Linked DNA regions of Sus scrofa: region 1 is linked to region 2. A link is a contact called in public Hi-C data. All regions are on one chromosome and are shown on one strand. Each heading gives the region's core, a stretch centred on a gene start, on an enhancer-like site or on the middle of the called end of the contact. The rest is flanking DNA. Distances are from core to core; before and after follow the strand shown.

The links. Hi-C and Micro-C count contacts between places; a contact is called where the count stands out from the background.
Region 1: a Hi-C map of skeletal muscle shows a contact between it and region 2, with 3 times the contacts expected there. The contact joins the promoter of MMS19 here to the promoter of PGAM1 in region 2. A contact is called at or near these places in 1 of 5 promoter capture datasets (liver), 4 of 47 Hi-C or Micro-C datasets (heart right ventricle, liver and skeletal muscle) and 2 of 2 datasets of contacts at active chromatin or transcription factors (alveolar macrophages and skeletal muscle).

The regions. Positions count from the first base shown.
Region 1 is chr14:108,882,876-108,888,042 of Sscrofa11.1, forward strand. MMS19 (MMS19 nucleotide excision repair protein homolog) reads right to left here and starts at 3,712. Exons shown (of 31, transcript XM_013990467.2): 1 at 3,554-3,712. The coding sequence starts at 3,665. It overlaps UBTD1 (ubiquitin domain-containing protein 1), which reads left to right and starts at 2,659. Exons shown (of 3, transcript XM_021074394.1): 1 at 2,659-3,307.
Region 2 is chr14:108,820,076-108,825,136 of Sscrofa11.1, forward strand. PGAM1 (phosphoglycerate mutase 1) reads left to right here and starts at 2,707. Exons shown (of 4, transcript XM_003483535.4): 1 at 2,707-3,002. The coding sequence starts at 2,864.

The DNA.
Region 1 (5,167 bases), core at 2,462-4,961, 64 kb after region 2:
CCACAGCCATGGCAACCCCAGATCCAAGCCCCGTCTGTGACCTGTATGCCAGCTTGTGGCAACACTAGATCCTTAACCCACTGAGTGAGGCCAGGAATGGAACAGCATCCTCACGGATACTATGTGGGAACTCCCACCTTCATGGTTTTTTTTTTTTTTTTTTTGCTTTGCTTTTTAGGGCTGCACCCTCAGCTTATGGAGGTTCCCAGGCTAGGGGTCCAATCGGAGGTACAGCTGCTGGCCTACGCCACAGCCATAGTAACGCCAGATCCGAGCTGCGTCTGCCACCTACACCACAGCTCACGGCAAGGCTGGATCCTTAACCCACTGAGTAAGGCCAGGGATCGAACCCATAACCTCATGGTTCCTAGTTGGATTTATTTCTGCTGCACCACAGTGGGAACTCCTACATGGTTTTTTATTGCATACCTACTTATGCTAGTTTCCAGGAGACTCTGGTGGTAGAAACAGAACAGTAGGATGTGGAGATGTATACAGAAGTAGCTACCAAGCAAGTCTGCTAATAAGTATATGTGTGATTGAGAAATAAGTCCACAAAGATTCTGATGTCTGGCTGAAGCAATCAGGAGACACTTGGGGGCAGGCAGTGAACACTCAAGCTCCCCCTTTAATTCCAGGCCTAACTTCAATTAGATGGAACTAGTGGAGGGATCTGGGAAGGAAAGCACTCAGGGGAACAGCAAATCAAGGTGGCTGCCTAAAACTAAAGGCCCAGGAGAGGACTGGCAGCCACTGAATGCCTGGCTGAGAAACCTTTAACCCTTAGCCTGCCAGGTCATTTCTCTCCTATCATTTGCACCTTTACATCTGATCCCTACTTTCTTTTATTATATTATTATTATTATTATTATTATATGTTTTTCTTTTTCTGATACCTACTTTCATCAGGAACCTAGGTGCAACGCAAAGTTGGTAGTAGCTGCCTTTGTGATCACAGGGTGTTCCTTCTGCATTTACAATTTGTAGAAGAGGCCGCTGCTGTGAGTGGCTGAACAGAAATCTGGCCCCTTCAGCACTAATAAAGCTTGACTTAGGCTGGAGGATAGGAAAGCACATCTTACACTAGGGATGCTTCAAAACTCTGTCAACTTCAACAACTCTAAGGCTGTCATCTAACACTGTACACTAGTTTAATCCTTCTCAAATTCACCTTCACCATATGACTTCCTTGCTCAAGTATCTACACTGACTCCAACCACCTACAGTAAGTCATTCAAATCCTCAGAATCTAAGGTTATGCATAATCCAATCCCACCAAACCTTTTCAACCTTATCTGTTATTACCAACCTCCTTTCTTAGTCAGGAGGGCTAAATTGCAAAAGGGCTAGTGTTACAGTCTTGGCAGAGTTGAGTTAAATTTAAACTAGACAATAGTCTAGGCCATTTTTTTTCAGGCATAAAAATGTAAATTTTACAAAGTATTTATAAGAACTTGGCAGTCCTTATTCATGCTTTCTTCTCAAAAGTGTTCTGAATTTGAAAAACCCTAAATTACTGTGTTCATAATGTATAAATGTGAAAGAAGAGTTACGAATGACACCTTTTATAGTAATGTTCTTTGTCTTGGTGGGAGGAGGTATACGAATTTTTCAAAATCAGTGAACTATGCTTAAGATTTGTACACTTTGTCTTACAAGTTTTATACCTTAGTCAACAATACGCATACAAAAGCAGTTAGAGGGACGCATACTGATATCTGCAATTTAAATGGATAGCTACATGATAATGCTAATTATGTTAAATGCTAATGGTAGAATCTAGGTGGTGAGTGTATGTGTGTTCCTTATGAAATTATTTAAACTTTGCTGTATGAAATTTTTCATAATACAACACTGGGGAAAATGACATTGATAATACACTGCCATTGTTAATTGGAAGCACTGAAAACACACTATACTGCATAAAGCTGTAAGAGGTTAAGCTTAGCGGAATGGCTATATCAGGCATTTGCTCCTTGCTGGTTCCACGTCATATTGTACATACCTCTTACGGCCCTTTTCGTAGCGTAGCATACTACCTGTCCAAATGATTGTTTCTCCCACCACACTATAAGTTCCTGGCAGGCAGAGATCTCATCTAATTGATATTTATGTTCCTACTGCTTAGCACTGCGTTTGAAGAATAATGTGTTCAATAATGGTGCTAAGACTGAAAGTAGAATATTGCCATAATGTATAATACTTTTTTGTGTGTGTGTCTTTCTGCCATTTCTTGGGCTGCTCCAGCGGCATATGGAGGTTCCCAGGCTAGGGGTCTAATCGGAACTGTAGCCACCGGCCTACGCCAGAGCCACAGCAACGCAGGATCCGAGCGTGTCTGTGACCTACACCATAGCTCACGGCAACGCAGGATCCTTAACCCACTGAGCAAGGCCAGGGATCCAACCCGCAACCTCATAGTTCCTAGTCGGATTCGTTAACCACTGCGTAAGGACGGGAACTCCTTTTTTTTTTTTTTTTTGGCTAAGCAGGCAGCACGTGGAAGTTCCCCCGCCAGGGATCGAACCAGTGCCACACTCAAGCCATGGCAGCGACAACACCAGATCCTTAACCTCCTGAGCCACCAGGAACTCCCAAAGTATTATACTTCTGACAGGTTCACTTTATTCATTTCCCACATATTTTAAAAGCAAGTGTGTTCACTTTTCAAGAGAAATGTATCCTTTACTTCTCCCCAAACACGCGCAATTTCCAAAAATAAAGACAAAACTTATCTGTACTGACAAGATTATTTTGTATTCTATTACATAGACACAAGGTCCGAAGGCCTCCTAACATTCAATAACTTTTTAGATTTTTCTTTTTCTAAAAGAGTGAAGTCTCAGAATTTCAAGGAAATCTGTCATTTGCTCCGCTCAAATTTTAGATAAGCTGTCAGAACTAAGAGATCCCTAAACTGGTGAAAAGCAGGAAATTGGAGTTCTGGGAAAAATATAAAAACACACACCACATAAAAAAGGCACGAAGCAAATTAATCAAGAACTTGAACAAGAATGGGGGGAAGAGATACGCAGAACATCTCAAACTCCCCCTAGGCTGGTTTCTCTCCTCCTCTCTCCAATTAATTACAGCCAGTCAGAGATTGGGTCGCGCGGCCACTCCCAACATGCCACGCGACTGGAGCTGATGCTGCCGAAGATGCTTCTCGTCACATCAACTTCCTCGAAACAACGTGCTTTCGCGGAGTGAGCACCTGATTCTGAACTGGAGGACCTGCGTCCAAGTCCCAACTCCCCCAGGAAGCCTCTGGCCCTCTCTGGGCCTCAGTTTCCACACCTGCGAAATGGTAATGATTTTCCTAACCCAGGCCGGTGCACAGGGTGGCTATAAACCAAAACGAGGGTCATAAGGGCGCTTTAAGGAAGACTGCAAGCGACTCGCAATTTGTTATGGTTCTTAAGCACGCGGTGCTCACAACCAGCCCGGGACCAATCTCTCAAAGTCACCGCTCCCTTCCCGCCCGGCGCCCGTGCTGAGGCCGCTCCCTCCTGGAGGCCCCCAAGCGGAAGCCGCGCGGCGCCGTCTGCCGTACCTGCAGCCACTTGGTCTGCGGGGCCCTCCTGCTGACCCATGACGAAGTCTTGCACGAGGCCCCACAGGGCGCCCGTAGGCGCGACCGCCTCCAGAGCGGTGGCGGCGGCCATGACGCGAACTGGAGACGGTGGGAGGGGAAATGGGCGGTGGCACGGGATGGGCCTCTCAGCGCACGCGCCTCCTGAGCCAATCGCCTGGCGAAGGCTGAGGGGGCGGGGCGCTCCCTGGATCACGTGCCTGCCGGCTCCAGGCCAGGCAGTTCCAGGGTGGGATGGGACGGCCCCTCCCCAAGGGGCGGGGCCCGGAGTCGGGGCGGTGGCTCAGGGAGCGAAGGCGGCTGCTGGGCACGCAGCCGGGGGCCATTGAGGGCGAATAATTCCCGGCCCAGCTTCCCGGGAGACCCGCGGCGGGGCGGGCACCTGTCTGGGTGGGGCCGAGGGGCGGTACGCACCCTGGGGGGAACCAATGAGAAAACCAGGCCCGGCCCGAGGGGGCGGTGCCGTCGGTCACATGCGCACCTGGGGCGGGCGGCGGCGGCGGCGCGGGCACCGCGAGCCGGCGGCAGGGAGCAGGGCTGGGCTGGGGCGGGGTTAGGCAGGTGAGTGACAGGCTCCGGGGGGCCGGCCCCAGCTGGGAGCCCCGAGCGAGCCGGGAGTAACAGCGGCGGTGCCCGCCCCCTCTCTCCGCCCCTTCAGCGGAGCTGGTCTCCAGCCGGGCACCGTCGCGGGCCCCCCTGGCCCGGCCACCTGGGACTGTGTTGGGGAGTCGGCCACCTCCCTCTTTCTCCTTGCCCGCAAAGTTTGTGGCGAAGCCGGCGCTGGGGTAGAGCGCGCCGCAGGGGGGAGATCGGGAAGCGCCCGATGCCGGGCGGTCGGAGCCGTTGACCTGGGACGCCGCCGTCCGGGGCAGGACCGCGGAGCAGCGGACCATCCCGTCGCCTTCGGTGCATGGGGCCCGGCTGAAGAGCCAGCATGGGCAACTGTGTGGGGAGACAGCGCCGGGAGAGGCCGACCGCCCCGGGACACCCCCGCAAGCGAGCAGGTAACGACCGGGAAGGGAGCAGGGCCACCGGCGCCCAGCCAGTTGTCCGCCTTCTTGCGCGAGAACTGGGCTTCCTGAGCTACCTCCCACGGCTCCTGGCGCCTAGGTTTCCCTGATGGCTGCTTCCGAGGCAGACGGGGGTCCCCTTCCCCGGCCCCAGTGGCCGGGGGAGCCGACTTGTGGCAACTGCGAGCGCTGACCCGGCTGCGAGCCCAACTCGCTCCAACTGGGAAGCTCCGGGTGGGGGTGGGGGCGGGAGCAGGAAATGTTTGCAGACCGCAGCGGGGCCGGCGGAGGGGAGGAGGGCCCCAGGCCGGGGCGCCGCTGGCCTGGCAGCGGGGCCGGGGTCGGACGCCCGCCCGTCGGGGCACGGCGCGGGTGGCCAGTCGTCCCAGAACTCGAAGCGAGCGAGATGAGAACAGGCGCTCCTTCCAAAGACTGTGTCATTATCGGGCTGCAGATCGTGCCTGCCGGAATCCGACTTGCAAAAGCAGCGCAGGACTCTGGGAAAGAAATCTTTATTTTTCCCGCAGGGCTTTTTAGAGCCTCCTGGCCGTCTGGGAGTCTAGAA
Region 2 (5,061 bases), core at 1,457-3,956:
TTTACAGATGGGGAAAGTGAGGATGAGATGCTGAGTGACCCATTTTAGGTCCCACGGGTAACTAGAAACGGACATACTCAAGGCAGGTTTCTTCCTACTTACGCTTCCTACTCACTACAGAAATGTGAGATGCAGATTGGCCAAGAGAACAGAAATCTTGGATAGAAGCAGAGAGCTGGGGGTGGGGGTGGGGGTGACCAAAGGGACACAGCACCAGCCAGAACTGGGAGCATGGATTAAGACCCAGGTAGAGGGACAAAAAAGAAGAGTGAGAAAAGCCAAGGTTAAGGCTGGAAAAGCTCTCTCTCCCTGGGAGGGCCTGGGCATCAGTATTGGGATGACCAAGCAGAAGGAATGACCAGAGGGGTAACTTCCAAAGGGGGAGTCTTCCAAGGCCCCCCATGTGGGAGCTTGAACAAGGAGGCTTTCCAGGGCAGTTCTTGCTTTGCAGCCCCAGGAGTTTGTAAGCTCCAAGTGCAGCAGTTTTTTCATGCTGGACCTCATCCTAGTCACTGCTCTGGTCACTAAATTCCATCTCTGCCCAGCTGCAGTGGAGGGGGGCAGTGGGGCACTGTGGTTAGAGAACACGATAGGGCACTGGACTGCCTGGGTTCAAGTCCTGCTTTCTTCTCCACTTCTGCCCAAGCTATGACTTTGCACAAATTATTTCTCTGGGTCTCAGTTTCTTCATCTGTCGAATGGAGCTATGAATAGTACCTACATCACATGAAATTAGTACATTAAAACACTTGACCCGCTAAACTTTCACATATGGTAGATAATATAGCCACACACCAGTCCTCTATGTTTCGGTTCATGTCATTCCCAAGGTGCCTTTTCTCTGCCTCTCAAATCCTTCCCACTCTTCAAAGTTGACAAATGCCTAAAATGCACCAAGTATGTGGAGGCCACCAAAGAGTAGTAGGTCAGGTGTGCATGGACTTGGGAGCCAGCCACCCTAGGTTTGAATCCTGGTTCCTGTAACCTTGGGCAAATTGCCTCGTCCCTCAGTTTCCTCTTCAGTAAACAGGGAAGCAATAGTACTGGCCTCATAAGATTGTTACAAGGATATGAGGATTAAGGAGTTAACATTTGGAGTTCCCGTCGTGGCTCAGTGGCTAACAAATCCGACTAGGAACCATGAGGATACAGGTTTGATCCCTGGCCTTGCTCAGTGGGTTAAGGATCCGGCATTGCCATGAGCTGTGGTGTAGGTTGCAGATGAGGCTCAGATCCCGAGTTGCTGTGGCTCTGACGTAGGCTGGCGGCTACAGCTCCGATTAGACCCCTAGCCTGGGAATCTTCATATGCCGAGGGAGCAGCCCAAGAAATGGAAAAAAAAAAAAAAAAAAAAAAAAAAAAAGGAGTTAACATTTGTAAAGCACTCTTTTTTTTTGGCTGCTCCCTCAGCATATGGAAGTTCCTGAGCCAGGGATCCAACCCACTCCTCAGCAGGGACCCAAGCCACTGCAGCGACAATTCGGGAGCCTTAACATGGCTGTGCCACAGGAGAACTCCTGCAAAGCACTTTTAAACACTGTCTGGCACATAGTAGGTGTTTCATGAGTGCATGTTAAAAACTTTTCTACATCTGTCAAAAAGAGGACAGAGCACAATTGCATTGTTAGCTGTGTACGCATAGGGCTTATTTCCACTTCACTTGCTGTGAAGAGCAGAAAACACATCCAGCCTGTCTTTGACCCTAGCCCGACGCCTGACTCATATCTGATGCTCAATAAAGTGGCTAGATTGGGAGTTCCCGTCGTGGCTCAGTGGTTAATGAACCCGACTAGCATCTATGAGGACATGGGTTCGATCCCTGGCCTCGCTCAGTGGGTTAAGGATCTGGCGTTGCTGTAGCTGTGGTGTAGGCCGGCAGCTACAGCTCTGATTCAACTCCTAGCCTGTGAACCTCCACATGCCGCTGGTACAGCCCTAAAGACAAAAAAAGACAAAAAAGGGGGGGGGCTAGATTGAAACAAACCAGGACACAGTGAGATGGGCAGCAGAAAGCTTGCAAATAAGCAGATACTTAAACTGATGACTGAGTGCACAGGAGGGACAGGCAGTGACCCTTCTTCTGGAGCGTTTGATCCGCTTAGGGTTTGCTTCTGCTGGTCCAGGAGGAGGCACTGACTAGAGGCTGTGAGAGATAAACAGGTTGGACAAACGGCCCTATGTTGGATAAAGAGCATGGCTTTCGAGCCAGCAGTCAAAGCGTTTTCTTATGTGTAAAATAAGAGATCAGTGTCCATGGAAATAGAAACAACAACCAATTACTAAGCATCTTCCAGGTAGCTAGGCACCAGCTAAGTATTTATAATGTTCATTTACGAATGAGGCTGAGCGAGGTTAAGCGATCTGCCCAAAGATACAAAGCAAAAAACAAAGTGAAGATTCCAATCCAGGTGTGTTAATCAAACTTTCTGTACAGATGGCAAAGTGATCTGGCCGAGCCTAGAGTAACTCAAATGCCAAAGACCATTTTTTTCACAACGAAGGGCTGATGAATAAGGGCGATACAACACTCCTGCCCGCATCCAAGACCCGCCGCCGCCCAAAAGTACCGAAGCCCTCCGGCGCTTACGTGCGCTCCGTGACTGGGGCGGCGGACGCCTGGCGGGCGGCGGAAGTCGCATGCGCCCTGCCGTCCTTCCCCTCACCCCGGAGCCTGCAGCGCCTGCTTGGGGCGCATGCGTACACCGATGGGCGGAGGGCGGCCCCGAGCGAGTGGAAAGATTTGAGTGAGCAAGTGCGCTGGAGCCTAGCGGTAGGGCGCGAGCGCGCAGGCGCGGCCGGGGGCCTGGCCGAGACTCCGGAATCTCGGTGAGCCCCAGTCTGCGCCGCACCCCGAGTTGCCACCATGGCTGCCTACAAGCTGGTGCTGATCCGGCACGGTGAGAGCGCGTGGAACCTGGAGAACCGCTTCAGCGGCTGGTACGACGCGGACCTGAGCCCGGCGGGGCACGAGGAGGCGAAGCGCGGCGGGCAGGCGCTGCGAGGTGCGGAGCGGGCCGGGGAGGTGGGTGGGAGCTGCGAAGGCCCGAGCGGGCGCGGATGCGTCAGGGCCGCCTGGTTGCCCCCCACCCTCGCTAGAGGGCTGAGACTTTGGGCTTTATCGCTTCAGCCGTTTATGTTGCAGTTGAGAAAATGCGCCCAGGGTAGCGAATCGACTTACTCAAGGTCACCTAGTCTCCCGAGTGTGAGGGGCCGCGCGCCTGAAGAGGACCCTTGCGGCCTCCGCAACACTGCCTTGTGAAATTCTCCCTTTCTAGTCATCATTTAGTAACTCGGGGACGGGCGACTAAATTGGATGCCCAGAATCTTCCAGCGGCTATAACCAAACCTACTCAAGAGGCAGCTGCGGATTCTGGTGAAGCGGCAGGCCACGCGCTTTTCCCGGTTCTGGCGGTGTGATGCGGCACTGGGGTGGGGGTAGGGGTGGGGGTTGCGGGGAGACCAGCACGGTTCCAGATATGAAGACATGCACGTGCTTGTGTGGGATGCTGTTTAGCAGCATTCCACAAATCCTCTGTCCAAAATGCACGCGCAGATGTAATTGAATGAATGAATGAGGGATTTGAGTTGATCCTTTTCATAATCCCATAAAGTATACAGATTTTATTTTTTCCCATTCCTTACTGGCTCTCTTTAATAGCTGGGAAAGTGAGGCTTGAAAGGATGACTTGTTCAAGGTCACCCCTTGTTCCTAGTCTGCTCCCCTGGCCTCTGTTCTGGGGTTGAGTAACAGGTAGGTGTGAGGAACTGGTAGGCTGTTGGCCAGGACGCTGGGCGAAGGTGGCAGTGGCGGTGAGATAAGCTTACCTACCCAGGCTCCCCCCGCCGGGGCAGACAGCTCTCTGTGATTTTGGATCCTTTGTAAGGAAGCATGCCTTGCTGCCAGCATTTCAAAGACTCTCTGGACTGAGGAGGTGTTTCCCCTGATCCTGCCCTGCACCTTCCTAACCACTGGACAAAGCAGTAGCCATTTAAAAGGGTCATTGATGCCTGGTTGATGTGAATCAGGTATTTGGCCCCAGTTTGCTCTCTCTAGCTTCTTGCCTTCACTCCGGATCCTTTAGAAATGAAGCAGAGGGTGGGGAGGTCTGGGAAATGGAATCCTGCTGGGGATGTGTGTGAATGCTTGGGGATGGCCTGGTGTGACCTCATACCAGTTAGGAGCGGCCAGGTTAGGGAATGTGCTGGTAAAGGAGGCCATTTTCTCTCCTGCTGCCTGGCAGGAAGAACTGCATGGGTCTGTGGTTGCTGATGACTAGCCCAGGGCAAAGCAAACTGCAGCTGTCCTTTAAGACTGATCAAATGCCTTAATTTTTAATTGCTCTTAAAATAATACACCCTATATCAGTTTTTAAATACATGTTAGTAGCATTAAAAAAAAATTCCATTTAAATGTTAATGTCAATTATGGACATCATAGATAAATAACTAAGACTAAAACCAAAAACTCTGAATGATGAAAACCTTATGAATAATTTGATAGTGTAAAAGACCTAAACTGAAATGTTACATTCATGAAGGCTTTAAGTATTTTAGGGTTTATAAAACCTTGAATGATTTCAGGAGGAAGCTTGCAAGCAGAGTTTCCCCATGCAGTCCTACTTCTCAGGGAGGGTGGAGACCACATGTACAACATTCGCTAACCCCTGATCGCTGGGAGTGTCTTATACCATGCTTTTGTTTGATGGCCAAGTTAAGGGAAGAGGCTTTATTTAGAGTTCTCAGTTAAGAGTCTTAAGGGGAACTGCTGCTTTCCTCTGGGACCCATTTGTGTATCCAGTGTGCTGCACTCCATTGCAAGTGGAAATAATTGCAGTGAAACAACCAGTAGCTTTTCAGCATGGGAGCTGAGGCTTGCACTGTGGACAGTCACTTCCCAGTGACTCACCCTTTCATTGGGGAGCCATTCCCCCTGTGGCTCAGTGGTTAATGAATCCGACTAGGAACCATGAGGTTGCGAGTTCGGTCCCTGCCCTTGCTCAGTGGGTTAACGATCTGGAGTTGCTGTGAGCTGTGGTGTAGGTTGCAGATGCGGCTCGGATC